3 separate regions of the Mus musculus genome follow, and regions 2 and 3 are each linked to region 1. Evidence: chromatin contacts called from public HiChIP or PLAC-seq and promoter capture Hi-C data. All regions are on one chromosome and are shown on one strand. Each heading gives the region's core, a stretch centred on a gene start, on an enhancer-like site or on the middle of the called end of the contact. The rest is flanking DNA. Distances are from core to core; before and after follow the strand shown.

The links. Promoter capture Hi-C pulls out the DNA fragments that hold promoters and counts their contacts. HiChIP or PLAC-seq counts read pairs in DNA pulled down with a chosen protein or histone mark.
Region 2: an H3K27ac HiChIP or PLAC-seq map of microglia shows a contact between it and region 1, with 7 times the contacts expected there. The contact joins the enhancer-like site here to the promoter of Fam214b in region 1. A contact is called at or near these places in 3 of 39 promoter capture datasets (hematopoietic stem and progenitor cells, hippocampal neurons and liver), 2 of 115 datasets of contacts at active chromatin or transcription factors (bone marrow-derived macrophages and microglia) and 1 of 9 other capture datasets (adipose tissue).
Region 3: a contact with region 1 is called in a promoter capture Hi-C map of hippocampal neurons, with 4 times the contacts expected there. The contact joins the promoter of Reck here to the promoter of Fam214b in region 1. A contact is called at or near these places in 10 of 39 promoter capture datasets (the 3T3-L1 cell line, the C10 cell line, cranial neural crest and 7 more), 1 of 484 Hi-C or Micro-C datasets (embryonic stem cells), 4 of 115 datasets of contacts at active chromatin or transcription factors (astrocytes, bone marrow-derived macrophages, embryonic limb bud and 1 more) and 2 of 9 other capture datasets (liver and pancreatic islet).

What each region holds. Positions count from the first base shown.
Region 1 is chr4:43,038,954-43,041,582 of GRCm38.p6, reverse strand. It overlaps Fam214b (family with sequence similarity 214, member B), which reads left to right and starts at 1,282. Exons shown (of 9, transcript NM_001253353.1): 1 at 1,282-1,617.
Region 2 is chr4:44,028,627-44,031,255 of GRCm38.p6, reverse strand. All of the region lies in intron 5 of Clta (clathrin, light polypeptide (Lca)), which reads right to left. Among named protein-coding and RNA genes, the nearest start is that of Clta, 25 kb to the right of the region's middle. Within about 2 kb of position 1,320, at least 86 of the 459 cell types and tissues checked have an H3K27ac peak or open chromatin away from gene starts, as enhancers often do. A contact at or near this core is called in adipose tissue, hippocampal neurons and microglia, where this site is marked.
Region 3 is chr4:43,874,242-43,876,870 of GRCm38.p6, reverse strand. It overlaps Reck (reversion-inducing-cysteine-rich protein with kazal motifs), which reads right to left and starts at 1,341. Exons shown (of 21, transcript NM_016678.2): 1 at 1,166-1,341. The coding sequence starts at 1,265.

The DNA.
Region 1 (2,629 bases), core at 33-2,532:
GCAGGGAATTCAATCTTAGGGAGCTGGGGTCTTTTTTAGGGAGTTCCTCCTACTCAGTAGAGGTAAGGAGAAAGCATACTAGAGGTCTGTTGTGTACTTGTATTAATTGTAAAACCCAGAGAGGAAGTAGGGGGGGCCCTCTTTTTACAGTCCAGTAATAAACTAATGGTCCTGGGGACTCATAGCATAGGCAAAGCATTGGCTTCTACTTCCTTTGGTTCTGCTGTTTGTTCCCTGTTTCTGTGACCGACAGGGAGAAAAGGCCTGAGTTGGTGACAACCTGTCTGACTTGCTGATAAGTTCAGAAGACAAAGTAGACAAGGCTATCCATTTTCTCAGGTTATCTCGAGAGCACTCCCTGTAAAAAGTGTCTGTGAATGCCCAGTCCTCGCAAAAATTCCGTCCTGGTTATTTACAGAGCTAAGGACAAAGGTTAGGGATGCTGACTATAATGCTGCTTAATTTGGCTGGCTCTGGGCTGGGCCCGGGGCCCTGTGACTCAGGGGGAGCTTGGTGAGTTTCGAGGGAGCTGTGAGTCATGAAGACGAACTTGGTCTCCATCTGACTTTGGGCAGAAGGCCTTCTAACTCACTTCTTAGGATGCTCTGTTTCCTCGGAGCAGAGGCCTGTCAGCAAAGAGTGCTCCAAAGCCTGGTCTCGGAAGGGTTTTGAGAGTCCCTGAAATGTCAGCCTCCTGGGGTCTCTAACAAAGACAAAAAGGGGGTGGGAGAGGATGCCATCTTTCAGTATGGATAGAAATAAGGTACGACTGTAGTAGGTCTTTTTTTCCTGCTCTTGTAGAAAGCTTACTCGATAGCAACCCTTTTACCTGGAGCTGTTTCGGGATGTGGGGGCGAATGGGCTTGGGGATATGTAGGGTTGGGTTTGGTGTGACTTGGAGATTGTTGAGATTTATCTGTGAACACACTGGAGCTTCATATTAATTTACTTCAGAACAGGAAGTGTGGAGGAGAAAGGTTTGTTGAGCCCTGAGAGAATGAAGTCTGAATGGGGTTAAATGACAGGGCAGAGAATTGCTTAGGACTTGGACAGAAAAAGGGTTAAGGAGGTGGGCGGAGCGACATTGGGTAGGCCTGCCCTTATGTGGACCAATAGGCGTGCGCTCCTTGAAGAGGGCGTGACTCACGCTTGAGGTTGCTGAGAGGCTGGCCTCCACTGGGCCAATGAACATAGTTGTTGCCCATAGAGGGTGTGGTCTGAGGGGGGCGTGGCAGCCGTGGTCGCAGTGCTGGGGGTGGCTGGGCGCTGGGCGGGGCGGGCGGCCCCATCAGCTGGTAGGAAATGGCCTGTGAGTCAGAGGGGCAGCTGAGTCTGCGGCGCGGAGCCGGGGCGGCCCCGGGGAGGGACCGTCGCAGGGAGGGGTGCAACAGCAGCTAGAGGGGCTGCGGACGCCAGAGCCCGCTAGTGTTGCACACGAAGCTGATCAGGGAAGGGCCAAGCAGAGCAAGGCTCTCAGCCTAAGCCACCCTTTGTCTGGGTTGGGGGCCCGTAGTAGGGGGGACTGGTTATCCGAGGGGAGGGACCGGGACGGGGACGGGACCGGGACGGAAGGGCCCGGAGCAGCGGCCACCGCGGCGGAGCCAATTTGGGAGCGGGGTGAGTGTGTACTAGGTGGAAGGATCAGATCTCCAAAACCTCTGCAGGGTATGGGGCCTGTCCCAGACTGTGAAGAAGGGATGAGAACCGACCTGGGAGGCTAAGCAGGGGGTGGGAGGAATCGTCCAGAACAAGGAGTCCAGGAGTCAAGGTGAGTCTCCCCGTCTGAGTTTGGAGGGGTTTCTGAGGTCTGCTCCCTCTCTATTAAAGGTGAAGGGCTCTAGGCCAGAGTGAGAGCGAGTGTGAAAGCAGAGATTAACCTTTCTACTCAGAACAGTGGTCTTGGGAACAGTCACCCTAGCGTGTGTAGACTTGTGTGAGGACAAAATGTACAGCAGTGAGCAGCAGGACTCTGCCCAGGATAAGAGTGGAAAACACATGGGTAGGAATTCTTACCCTAACCTTCCTTAGGGTAAAAATGGGTGTCTTGAGAGTGAAGGGAAGGATAGAATGAGCCTAGGTGTTCTTCTTGTACCACAACCTCTCCCACCTCCCAGGTCTAACAAGTATCTGAGGGTACAGACCTCATGGTATTCTGGGACTTGTTGTTTTTGCTGGCCTTGCTCTCGGCATGTTGGGAGCTGTAGTCCTTGGCAGCCACAGTCTGGCACAGCTGTTTAATGCCAGCTGCTGCCCATCCCCAGCATGGAGGGCGAGGTTTGGCTTATACTGGCTTGTCCCTTCTCCCGGCAGTCCTACCCCATGAGTCAGCTTGAAGCTGGGTGGCAGAGGAGTGAGTCTTCGAGCGTCTCTGGGCAGGGAGGGAACTAATAGGACTCTGGATTAATGAGCAGATGCCAGCATGCTGGGGTCAAGTAGGGCATCATGTCATCACCTGGCTTCCTCGAGGCAAGGGCTCAGGAGGGCAACTGAGATGACCTGGAAATTGGGGTGCTCAGGAAAACGCCCTTCTTGAACTTTAAAGCTTGGGTGGAGACTAGGAGGGGAAGAAAGGAGAACAGGTCATACTCTCACGACACTGCTACTACTGGCGTTCTCCGCTTTCTAGCCA
Region 2 (2,629 bases), core at 71-2,570, 990 kb before region 1:
GGCCACCCTGCTGTCCAGCAAACCCAGACTCAACTTTTCCAGTCTCCATTTCTCTACTCCAGAGAATGTGTAAAAGTCAAAGCCAACACCACCTGTAAGTCCAGCATTTCACAAGTTTCACTGCAAACTCACCCGGGGCCCAGGAAACCCAGTTCTGCCGTCTAATGAGGTGGCCATCCCAGGGTCATGGGCCCCAAGAGACTCTGTCTACCACCTTCCCCAAGTAGTTGTTCTTTTTCCTTCCTAGTTCTGTCATAAAAAGGAAGCAGGACTATTTCCAAGTCCTCAGCAATACTAAGGTCACTAACAAGGATCTTTATTAAAAACAAAAAAGCTTTGCTAGAAAAGGTAGTTTTCTGGGGGAGAAAACTGCGGCAGTTTACTGGACAGTTTTGAGTATCTTGACTTCACAACTAGGGAGGCTCTGTGCTGGGGAAGAGGGCAGGGCACCAGAAGCTAGCCACTAAAATAGCAATTTCTGCTATCTAAGACCAGGGAAACAGTGTCAGATACCCACACTGCCTGACTGAATGACACTTCATGTTCTTTAAGGATCAGGAATTGGCAAGGCAGAGCCTCCACCTCCTGCTCCCCGGCTCTGACTCTGGTAATATTGTGCTGCAGACCATGGCCCCAACATCTTAGGTCACCGCAGGCTCCGCAGGGGCAGACAGGCAGGCAGCAGGGCCTGGAAGCTGGCAGCACCAGCAAGTGGTCAGACCCAACTAAGCCCAAAAAAACCCTTCCCAGAGAGACCATTGAAGCTTGCTTCCCTCCAGGACCTCCAGTATGCAAATGGCCACAGGGAGAGCAGGGAGTGACAGTTGTGCAAGATTAGCAACAGTCATATCTAGCTTATCAACTCTCAAGCAGCCCCACAGAGCCAATGTGAAAGATTTAAAAAGCAAAGCAACTTGTGACAAAAAGGAGCATTAACTCTAAACAGAAAGAATCAAAACAAGAAAAGGAATTAGTTTTGCAACATACACATAACCAATCAGGTCAGCGAAGGGTTGTTTGTAGAAAGCTTCGTCTGCCACCCTAGACAGCAAGAAGTCCAAAGGCAGGCAAGCAGGCAGGAAAAAAGAGAGAACATTGAGAAGCAGAAAACATCTAAACCCCACAGTATTGCACCTGACAGTCCCCAGGGAACTGCTCCCCGGGCTCCGTCTGACCCAGGGCCTTCCAGCGGTGGGCACTCCAGTGCACAGAGAGGGGCATCTTGGAAACTGGCCTTCCTGGTGCCCGCCACAGGAGAGCACTGCAGCGTCAGCTTTGGGCTTCACCGGCGACAGCCTTTAGTAAGCACTCTGTTATGGGCTACATGCCATTCCACACACGGCAACCGTTAGTCAGCACCGTTGCTGACGGTGTCCTCGCCTTCCTCCCAGGCAAGGTGACTGAGGCTCAGCGATGAAGACTTGGTCAGCCGGTGGCAGTGTGGATCGCAGTGCACGTGTTTTCCTCACTACACACTAACGTTTGCCAGCTCAGGGTGCCATGCTGACTTTCTGTCAGCCTCAGGAATTATCACTGGGTATGACCACTGCCAGCCAACAGATGGGCACAGCCCCAAAGATTTAATCCCAAATCTTGGACCCAACCATTGCTTTCCCACACTTGCTTGGTGGAACAAAAAACCTGTGGCTGTTGCACAGTGCGCCTTAGACGTAGAAGAGGCTGGGGTAAGTGCTCTGGGGAAATGGAAGCTAGTTTGGGCCCCAGGGTTCCGTGTCTGCTCAGGAAGCCAGGGCAGTTTCTAAACACATGCCAGTCTGGGCTTTTGACAAAGTGTAGCTTAAAATCCTGACCTCACCAAGTCCTTATATACTCGAGGGCGGGAGGCAGGTGGGGTGGGAATGTGCAGGACCCAACTAACCAGGGCACAGGCACACTGGGAATGACCCTGCCAAACCTCAGCTTGTTCTTTGCTATATTGTTTTAGGATTTAAACAAACAAACAAACAAACAGGAAAATTTTGTTTTGTGAGATAGGATCTCACTTTGTAGTCCTGGCCTCCCAAAATTGAGGCGGCAGACATTGGCTGGAAGGCCATTTAAAGGACAATCAGGTCACTCATCAGTTTACACACACATTTATCTGAAAGCAAATTCTAGTAACATATATTCCAGTTTCTATTTATTTCATTTTGATACGGGGCCTCATGTAGCCCAGGCTAGCCTTAAACTTGACAGGTAACCGAGGATGCCCTTGATGTTCTAGGTCTCCTACTCTCGTTCCCAATCTTAGGAATGCGGGGATGGCGAGGATCCCCTTCAGGCAGTGCTGCGGACCAAGCCCAGGGCCTCACACAGGCCATGCAATCACGACTAACTGACCTAGACCTCCGGCGGTTTTAGTTTACTTTTAAAATACACACATACCCTTCATTCTTTCCTAATTCTCTACACAGAGGATATCTGTGGAAACGGAAAGAAAGCAAAAGGAGCAGCCTGGTTGTAACTCAGGGAAACAAGCTGCGGGTGAGTCAGTCAGGCGAGTGGGAGGCACAGAAGGGCAGGCAGCTCTACACCCTAATCCCTTTAGTTTACAGAAGGCTTAGCCTAATCCATTTATGCTGCTTTGCTCTCACTGGGGGAGAAGAAAGGTCTGCAGCCTCCCCTCAGG
Region 3 (2,629 bases), core at 92-2,591, 840 kb before region 1:
CACAGAGAGATAAGCTGGATTAGTCAAGAATTCACAGTATTCTTTCGTCCCTTTTCTATTGGTTTCCTTACTAGTTTATAGTTAAATTTAGAATTCAAATAATTAACTAATCCCAGGTTCCTGTCACAATCTTCTTCAAATGCCTTCCTTTAAAATAAATAAATAAATAAATAAATAAAGCATCAACCAAAACTCCTTAATTTTAACTTCTCAGGCTTTCTTGAAAACTTCCTTGAGACTGGGTATGTTTTTCCCCTGAGTGCCTCTCCCTGTAAGCAACACACTCCTCCGTTACTTTTGTTATAAAAATTCCATTCATCTTTCGATGGCTAGTATAGGTAGACACTCGGTTTTTCTCATCTTCTAGGTGAATGTCAACGTTCCTCTGTGCACATGCAGCCCCACCCGCATCTCTCCTCTGAACCTGTCTGCCTGAATTCAAACTGCTTAGCGCTCCTGTCTTCCACCACCTATCAGCCTGAGGTGTCCCGGGAAGCACGAGTTCGTGTCACATCCGAACGCTGAGCAAGCGCAGGAAGGACAATCCTAAGCGGTCAAGCTTTCCATCCATCTCTGGTGCAACTGCTTTAACAGAGCCCTAGAACACACCTCTCTCCCGAAGCCAAGCCGCCACGGGGTGATTTATCGATGTGTAGTCAACCCCCACCCCACCTTACCCCATCCCCCAGCCGGGTCTCAGACCCACGGTGCACCCGCCAGGCAACCTTGTGGACCCTATCAAAGTTCACCGCCACTCAGGCCAAGTCAGTCAAATTAACAAGTGACAACAACTGACTGGGCAGCAGCAGGGGAGCTGCACCTACGTATCCCTTCCGCCCAGCGGTGCTATCCGGAGCCCAGGCACCTCCCTGTTTTCTGACAGGGACCCTGGCCAGGGACCAGGGTCCGGCAGGGCAAGGGGCCCCTGTCTGGGAGGTGACAGAACAAGGCCTCGAACCCCAGTCACCACCCCAGGGTTCGCAAGATCTTCAGGGAGAAGAAGACGAGGGCGGAGAGCGGCCTCCGGGTCGGGCTCCAGCCCGGCGTTCCTGACCGCCGCCCGCGGGTCTGGGGGCACGCGCACCCCGCCCCCGGCTCCGCGCCATCTTGGAGCGCTGAGGCACTCCTCAGGACCGCCCCGATCGTGGCTCCCGCGGCTACTCACCCGCGCTGCCCGGGGCCAGGCCCCCCGTCACCTCCGCGACCCCCGCCGCGGCCAGCAGAAGTAGCAGCGCGCTGCGCGGGGAGGCCCGGACGCTCGCCATGTCCGGGCCGGGTGGGTCCGAAGCCGCGGGATGCTCGGACCCAGCCTGGCCGTAGCAACCCCTGGCACCAGGCCCCGCCCCCGGCGCCTTGGCTCTCTGGTGATTGGCTGCGGCTCGCTGAAGCCCCGCCCCGGCCGCTCAGAGTTTTCAAAACCTCCCGGGGGGCGGCAGCGCGCCCTGGACCCTGGCTCTTTGTTATGGGCCAGCTGTGTGTCGCCTTCGGACTCGGGCTCCCGGGCTGCGGTCTTCAAACGGGAAGTCAGAGGCTGGAGACCCCTGTGGAATGCCTCTGTCCCGTGTCGGGGCACATAGGGGGTGGGGAGCCCGCAGCTCAGGGGCGACTGGCCTGCCGAGATCACTCTGCAGGTCCGTCTGATTTGCAAGGGCTAAGTCAAAGCTGAACTGTAGGGCGTGCACCCCTAGTTGAATCCTCCAGAACACTCTTACTATCCTGTCCAAAGGCTGCCTCGACCTAAAGAAGGCGTGTTACCTGGCCTCCCCTCAAAGCCAAAGGGCTCTGCTGAGGGCACGGATTCACAGGCTGGCTTCGCTGTTAATACCTATTGCACTCAGAGAAAGGGTCAGGGCAGCCTGTATGACTAGACTTAGAGAGCCTTGAAATTCAGAATTGGTTCGAGAGGATTTGGAGATGAATCTTTGAGCAGCTACTCCGGAGAATGTTCCAGAGGACCTAGGAATCAAAGCGAATTCATTGTGGAGAAACGCCCCCCACCCCCCACCCCCCCCTTTTTCCTGGCTACCTGGCCCTTGAACAGATAGCTCGTCCAGTTTAGAGACTTGCTGTTCAGAAGTGAAGCCAATTGCTTATTTCCAGATTCCTCTATTCAGGTCACTAACAGCAGCTTTCTCCTGCGACAGATGGTAACTATGACTGTAATGAAAAGAACAAAGTCTTGACACCCTCCTCGAGTCCAGATTGTACACTACTCCCGACTAGCCCCGTGTCTGTGGGTGAGGACATTTTTACTTCTGAGCCTCCCCCCCACCCCAACCCTCATGCTGGCCTTCTTGATAAGATTAATGAACGTATTGTGTTTATTTACTTATTTTGAAGACAGGATCTCATACAGCTCAGGCTGACCTTGAGTTTACAATGAAGCCAAGGCTGGCCCTGATTTCCTGATCAAGCGCACAGGAACCCAGTCTCATATTGTATTTAGAATGTCTCAGACAGTGCTTGACCCAGTGAATAATTGAGATATCTGAACTCAGGCCATGGGGCTAACTGGCTGAACGTATTTCCCACTCTGCCCCTACTACTTTGTGCTTCTTCAAAACAACAGACTTTCTTTATTAAAAACACTGAGGACAAGCCGGGCGTGGTGGTGCATGCCTTTAATCCC